Regions from separate parts of the Xenopus laevis genome. Here region 1 is linked to region 2. Evidence: chromatin contacts called from public Hi-C data. All regions are on one chromosome and are shown on one strand. Each heading gives the region's core, a stretch centred on a gene start, on an enhancer-like site or on the middle of the called end of the contact. The rest is flanking DNA. Distances are from core to core; before and after follow the strand shown.

Evidence for each region. Hi-C and Micro-C count contacts between places; a contact is called where the count stands out from the background.
Region 1: a Hi-C map of the XL177 cell line shows a contact between it and region 2, with 4 times the contacts expected there. The contact joins the promoter of dnajc22.S here to the enhancer-like site in region 2. A contact is called at or near these places in 2 of 4 Hi-C or Micro-C datasets (the XL177 cell line and the XTC cell line).

Annotation. Positions count from the first base shown.
Region 1 is chr2S:128,472,184-128,476,153 of Xenopus_laevis_v10.1, forward strand. dnajc22.S (dnaJ homolog subfamily C member 22) reads left to right here and starts at 1,821. Exons shown (of 2, transcript XM_018250003.2): 1 at 1,821-2,775. The coding sequence starts at 1,933.
Region 2 is chr2S:128,220,354-128,224,290 of Xenopus_laevis_v10.1, forward strand. No RefSeq gene overlaps it. Among protein-coding and RNA genes, the nearest start is that of tuba1c.S, 13 kb to the left of the region's middle. Within about 2 kb of position 2,173, at least 1 of the 7 cell types and tissues checked has an H3K27ac peak or open chromatin away from gene starts, as enhancers often do.

The sequences.
Region 1 (3,970 bases), core at 571-3,070, 250 kb after region 2:
CTCTGTGGCCGATACAGTATATTGGAATAGTGCACATCCTAATACTGTATGTTAAAAGTATGCATAAAGAGGGCAAATATCAGCTAACGCCTTGCAAGTGCCACCGTGGGAGGCCACCCAGGCCCCACAGGCCAATCCATGATACAAAGTTTATATTGATGGCATTGGTATTGTGAAAGTTTCTCACTGTCAGTTCACCAAGGCCTCACATGGTTATTACACCATACAACATATATTGCATCTGGTTGTAGAATTTCTAGTGAGCCTCATAAGGCCTTACAGTCTGAGAAGTATTTGTCATAGAAAAACTTGGAACATGGCAAAAGAAATATGCAAAATATTTACACATACTATTCTGGTTTCACTGGACTAGAACAAGGGTGTGAACAGGAAAGATAATCTATTATATAGTCTTGACAACGTGCCTTTAAAATTCAAGAGGCCGCTCTTTACACAAAAATAATTCATCACTTTGTATGTCCTTGGCTACCAATAACTCATTATTGATCATAGTACTTTAAAATATTTCACCATATTTAATTATATTTCAGTTCTTTTTCTCCCCATTTAGCCTTTAGTTTATACTTCGGTCATTTCCTGACATTCTCTGGTACGCTTAATAACCTTTTCAGTTTGCAATTTGTAATTTTGCTATTTTATAAAGGCCAATGCAATCAAAGCAATATTTCCATAACACAAGAAGAGCATAAACAGAAAACTGAAATTGGATTATTGCCACAGGTTGACTATTAAATACTTACAATAACCTGTATGCTTTGGATTTGCTTGCATTTCTCTTGGAATGCATACAAAAGTTATAGTTCTTAATGGGCAAAACTGCAAATCCCATTTTGGTTACTGATACCATTTATGAAGCTGATGAGAGGCATTCCTTCTAATACATTTTCTATAGTTTTAGTTTATATGCACTGTAAAATGGTGCAACTTTAAAAGCCTGTACCGTTTGTCAAAAAAGCAACCCACCTAGGAAGAAAAGGTGAATCCCACCAAAAATGTAAAAAAAAATGTTTATTAGGACATAATGGACAAAGGCCTGACGCCTTTCATGCCTATTAGGGCATTTACTCATGGGACACTTACCCAGCCTATGAGTAAGTGCCCCAAATATGCACGAAACGTGACAAGCCTTTGTCGATTATGTCCCAATAAACATTTTTGTACTTTTTATTACTTTTTGATTTACTTTTTTGGAGGGACTCACAATCATTGGTTTTCTTATGTATATGCACCCATGGACTGGGGTGAACTGTGAGTATATCCTCCTCTCCATATTTAATTGTCTTTTATACACTATTGATATTCTACCTACAGTGGTAGTGCTCATACTGGCTTTCGGCAACCTTTGTTATAATAAAAGAATCTTGATAATATAGTAAGCACTTGCTGCCATGTGGATCAGTGCCACTAGTTTACGGGACACTTATCTATATTTTCCCCTAGGCCAAAAGTCAGCAGCCGTTCCCTTTTTCACTATGTTGCACAAACCTGATTACATTTTCCATTGTTTGGGCTTTAGTTAGGAAGAGCTAAGGTTAAATTCAGCAAACGATTGTTCATGTAAAATTTTGAAATTAGCAAAGGTGGATGTGAATGAATGTTTGTAGGGATTTACAATGCTACAAATGTACGCTTATGATGTCACTGCATATTTTCACCGCATTCTAACTACTAATGTAAATAGCAGAGGTAACTGGATTGTAGCAACATTTGTGACCTTTGGGACAATTCCCCAGTACACCAGAAGGAAGTCACTGCTGATAAGTGCAAAGTCTACATTCCTGATTCAGTGTGAAGAGTAAGTCATTGTGTACTGAACTGCACTCAGGTCCATCTCTGAGAATATACCAAACAAGAAAAATGTACATAATTGTATCTTACCCTCTGGGATTGTACTTGCTTTGATATTTCAGCATGGGGAAAAGTCTTCTAGCTGCATATGGACTATGGGTGCTAGGGGGCCCATTAGGACTCTATCATATCTATCTTGGACGAGACAGCCATGCCTTGCTTTGGATGCTCACTCTTGGAGGATTTGGTACAGGTTGGATGTGGGATTTCTGGAAGATTCCTGGACACGTATACAAATATAATCGTCAAGAGAAAAGAAATATTGAGGTGAAGGAAGGTGAACCATCTGCTAGCCCCATCCGTTTTATGGGACAGGTGGCAACAGGTATTTATTTTGGAATAGTGGCAACTATTGGACTCTCTTTCCTTAGCAGTTTCTACATGGTAGTGCTGCCACTGGCAGTTGCACTGGGAGTGCATCTTGTGGCCACTGTTGGTGAACAAACGTCAGATCTGAAAAGCACCCTTATAGCAGCATTCCTTACCTCCCCAATCTTCTATGGCCGTGCTGTCTCCATGATCCCAATCAGCCTCACTGCAACCATCACCTCCCAGCAACACAGAAAATATAGGCTGCAACAAGAGAAGCAAGAAAAACTTAGTCTCCGTCTCTATCGTATTGGTCTTGTCTATTTGGCCTTTACTGGACCATTAGCCTACAGTGCTTTGCTGAACACAAGCCGCACTGTGAGCTATGTTGCTGGAAGCATTGGATCTATGCTTGCGTGGCTTAGCATCTTTCCTGGTATCAGTGGACTAGTGGAGCGGCTGCTGCTTCTGCCTTATAGGTTTTGGGCAATGTTTTCTGGTGGAGGGGTATTTCGCGATCAATACTTCAAGGAATGGGAGAAAATCTATGAGTTTGTGGCCACATTTCAAAATGAGAAGGAAGAGTTGGCCTGCAAGGTAAAAAAAAAATATGCCATTCCAGTGTCCTTCCATGCAAACTCACAGTCCTGTACCTTTATTCTCTTGGTCACAAAGGATTATATACATAAGAGATATAGATGGAGCTATTCTAAGTAATGTTTTATTTGGCTTCAATATTTATTTTGTATTTATTTTGTATTCAACCTATTCAATCTATTCCCAGCCTGAAAATGGTATCCAATTGCCGGAGACACCGATCCAGTAACTAAAAACAGATTGTGTTCAATATTATACTGTATATTTCTTTTACATTCTGGCACTACCCTTTTGATCTTCCATTCTTAGTTACTACAAATTGGTTACTAGAGTTTTTAAGTTCTGGAAGCGAAATAGCAGTTAAAGTTCCAAGCCCTGAGAGATGTAGAGTAAAAAAAAAATATCTAGTAACCCATTATCAATATATTTAAGACATTGAGACATTTTGGACATACAGCTACTAAAAAATGCCTTACCCTTTAAACAAAACAGGGATTGTTTGTCCATGTCTTAAATACATTGATAATTGGTTGCATGCAGAGGATCTCTTGTATTTGTCTATATGTATTTTTGTGGTGACAGCCTCATTGTACCATAATGTTTTTTTTTAAATTAGTAGTGAGCACTAATAACTTTGTTATAGTTTATACAGGAGCAGTGGCCAGCTCCATGTTGTAGCTCCCACCCTTCCCAGCTATAGTCAGGTGATCCCAGTGGTGGCCAATAAAAGGGCAATCATGTTTGGGAGTTTTAATTTTGAAAGCAGCAAGTAAGTTGCAGGTAAAACTTTGTACTTGTATAAAATGTATAATGAAGCAATAGAATGCTTAATGAATCATATGAAAATTGAGCGTCGGACTGGCCACACATGGGATGACTTTGACGTAGTTGGCCACCTTAAATATATTGCAATATATGGACAAACCATCCCTGTTTTTTTGAAAGGGTAAGGCATTTTTTAGTAGCTGTATGCACAAAATGTCTCAATGTGCAGAGGACCTCTCCAGCACCAGGGGTATTTTTGCATTAAATAAGCAGTATATTGTGTTGCATGTAAAACCAACATTTCAGTATATATACTGAAAATACATTAATTGGCAGCATAGAATATATCAGCACTGTTTCAAGAGCTTCAGTGACAGCAATCACCTTACTTTCTAATGTTGTAATGATAGCAGTGGCTCAAAAACAACTG
Region 2 (3,937 bases), core at 923-3,422:
GATGCTGAAACTTTTAGCATGGACCCAGCAATCACATACTGTTGGTAAATGCTTGGAAACAAAATAGAAGGCTCAACTAACTGAACAAGATTTAGATCTAGTAAGATTCAAAATAATGCTAAGTTTGGCAGCATTGAATTGCTACTAATGCATAATAGTTCATACTAGTGGTGACCACAGACATCGATCATAACTACCTGTAGCGATGCAGGGTATTTCACATATCCTCAGAAAATGAATCTAATGAAGGATATAACACTGTCCCTGCCTGTTATAACTCATGTTAGTTTCATATTTGTTTGAAAACCAGGAGGTTTGAAATCAACTTCGTCATTGGCAACATCAGTTCGATGCATGCCATTTTTAATGACTGCAACCAACCCCTGAGAGAGTTGGGATTAAATGAGCTTCTTGATAAATTGTCCAGGCATGTCAGATCATTTTATTCATGTGTCCCTTTCACAACATTAATCTAAAATAAAATATTTGCAGCATCTCTGTACATAAAGCTGTTTTATGTATGTGGGGTTTAGATTAGGCCGCAAGTGGAACAACACAACTCTGCCAATACCCCATATGTCTTGCCCTTTGTTTTGCAGATCATACTCTTACATCTTTCCTGGCCCTGTCAGCATGACCTCATATTCATTCTTGATGGCTGCCCTGACTGTATCCATAAAAGCCCTTTAGCAGTAAATATCTGCACCACCAAAAATGCCTTCAGGAGCTCTATGGATCTTCTACTTTGTTGACTCAAAGCAGGGCTGCTGTCAGTGAACTGAGCTTAAAGAAGTAAACCCTTAATGATTAAAAATACCAAATTTAATAAACAACTTATTGCACCACCCTAAACTTTCAGCTTCTTGATAGCAGCAATGATCCAAGACTTCAAACTTGCCACAGGGCATCACCATCTTGGAAAGTGTCTACGACACTCACAGGCTCAGTGGGATCAGCCTTCTATTGTGACGTTTATATTCTGTGTACAGTATATTTTGAGTTGGTCCCCACATTCATTAACTGACAGCAACACAGAACATGTGCAGTGAATCAGCAGAAAAGAAGATGGGGAGTTACTGGGGCATCTTTGGAGGCTCATATCTTTACTACTAAAGAGCTGTGGTTGCCTTGGGCTGGAATAGAAGCCCAAAACATAATGTACAACATTTCTAGCTACTTCTTTAGTTAAGCTTTAGTTCTCCTTTAAGGACCAGCATACAATACATACTTTAGGTATATCATCATTCAATATTCTTATGTCTGTATATATATATATATTAAATATTCTTATGTCTGCATATATATATCTGTATGTCAGCATAGACAAACCTGTGCATTTTGCATCATAATAGCTGAATAACAGCCCTGTAGCACCATGGCTGATTAGCCTCACTGCAAATGCTACTGGGACTATGACCATAGCCCTCAAAGCAGAGAGCTGCTTGTAGCAAGTGCAATTTTTTTCCAAACAATCCCAGTGGGCCAGATGCTGCATAGTAAGCTACTTTCCACATTGTTTCCTCCTGTTAATCACCACAGAAAAGCTGCCAAATTGACATTGGTTCAGATTGTTCACCATAAAAACTTTTTCCAATTACTTTCTATTTGTGACCATTTTTCTAATATTGAAGTATAAAGTTTAATTTTTCACCTTCTAAAGCAGCTTGTGGGGGTCATCGAATATTTAACTGTTCTAAATTGATACATTTAGTTGATACATTTGTTATCTTGTCCCTACTGAGCAGAATTCCTGAGTATCATTAAAGGCAGCTGTTAGAATTGATATAATAGTTGCTAATATTCCACAGATGCTGCTGAGAAATGTATCAACTAAATGTATCATTGTGCCTGGATCTGAGCTGCCAGACTGAAACACCAGAGATCAAACTTTATGCTTAAATTTTGGGAGAGTTGGAAAAAATAAAAGATGGAAAGCATTTGAAAAAAAGTCTGTTTATTGCGAACAATCTGAAAACAACTGAACTGAAAAAAGTGTTTGAAAGGTGAACAACAACAACCCCTTTAATACGGGTCAATGTGCAATGTTGCACTGCCTTTAGATGCAGCTCTTCGGCAGCAATGTGTTCAGAGAGTGCGGATGTCCTCTGGAACATACAGTAACCTGCACCACTTTCAGGTGAAGAATAGGGAATGCATGGGGCTGCAGGAAAACACAGCACTTAGCACCTGCCTAGGGTACACAGCCTGCTCAGACCATCCACTATATGCCTTGGGAGCAAAGCATTAACAGATCCTCAAACAAGGAAAAACTGTGACTATCCAGAAAGTGAAAATCCAACTTCTAATAAAAACGGAAGCTCGCCCCATATGGGACTTGACCTGGGTGCGTGGCCCCGGTGCCTATGATTATGTATCTCTAGATGCGAAATGCGTTAGGACAGTTGCTTTTAACTTATGGAATAAAGAACGAGATTTTATCCAACTTGGTGTGTCTAAGGGAGTGCATGCTCATTCCACTGTTAACAGATCCTCACCAAATTAGAAAAGTAACCTCAGAAGTTTCAATAAGGAGAACACAATAAGGTAACATTGCCCAGTTCTACTGTAAATCCTACCTAGCACTCAAGCCTACAACAAAATACTCTTTTGTCTGAAGCTGCTTAAATCGAAAACATTGATTTTTTTGTACTTACAGAAAGGATAAATATGAAACAGAAGGCCATGTTTCCAGATATGCTGGCTGACCTTGAATAAACCTTGCTTTCTGCATCTCTCCTATTAGTGAAGTCATGAGAGGATGACAGATAAAATATTTATTGTGCAGTCTTTGTGCCATTGCATACCCTTGATTCACCATTAGTAGTGCAGATAAATCATTGCATTGGAAACATTCATCAGGACTGCTAAGCAAAAAAATGGATTTGGCACTAGGTGACCCTCCCTTGGGCTCTGCATGTGAGCAGCTCGGTGGTTCCTGAGTTGGCTGCTTAGTTCCCTTACTTGAGCTATCACTTCTACAGTTAAGCTAATAAGCAGGAGGGTGACAGCATATTTGTTAACCTTGTGCCAAAGTCATTTATGTGAGCTAATCACTTTCTGTTCAGAGAATGCAGAGTACCTGGATTTGTGCAAGATATGAGCAGAGTTGGCGCTATCAGGATCGTATCGTATTTGCAGGTTTGTGAAGGAAACCTCAAGTGGTCTCCAGTAGCTGAATTTCCACAGCGCTGTCTGCTGGAGGAAAGAAGAGAGTAATGGTGGCCATACACGGGCAGATAAAGCTGCCGATATCGGTCGTTTGGACCGGTTTAACAGTCTGCCCGTGTATGGGGGCTTCCGACGGGTCTTCCCGATCGATATCTGGCCACGATATCGATCGGGAAGGTTGGATTTTTACCCGACCGACCCGTCGGAGCCCCTTGGCGCATCGTAATTCGATCGTTCGGCCATACAGCCGAACGCTCGAATTACCCCCGATATAGCCATGCAGTTAGTGGCATATCGGGGAAAGATCCGCTCGTTTGGCGATGTCTCCAAATGAGCGGATCTTTGACTCTATGGCCAGCTTAATTGTCTGAGCCTTGAATTCCAAATAGATTATTTAGTTAAATATCTTTCACAAACAGAAGTAAGTTAAAATACCCTCTCTATGAACTGTTTTAGCACTTGACCTAACAAACTCTGGACTCCTCTCCTTTTGATCCTCATGCCCCTTCTTTGCAGTTTGTGTCTTTCATTTTTGATGATCTGTCCTGTTTTGCTTCGCTGAAAAATTTGCAAAACTCCTAAAAAAATCAATGGACATCAAAATAATTTTGGCGTGCATCAATTTTGACACAAGCGGCAATCTTTTGTCCAAATGCATTAAAGTCAATGGGCATCCGAATAATTTTGACACATGACAATTTTTATGCGTGCCAATTTTTGCCACGGTTTCACTAAATCATTCACTGCGGATCCATGCCTGCCGAATAAA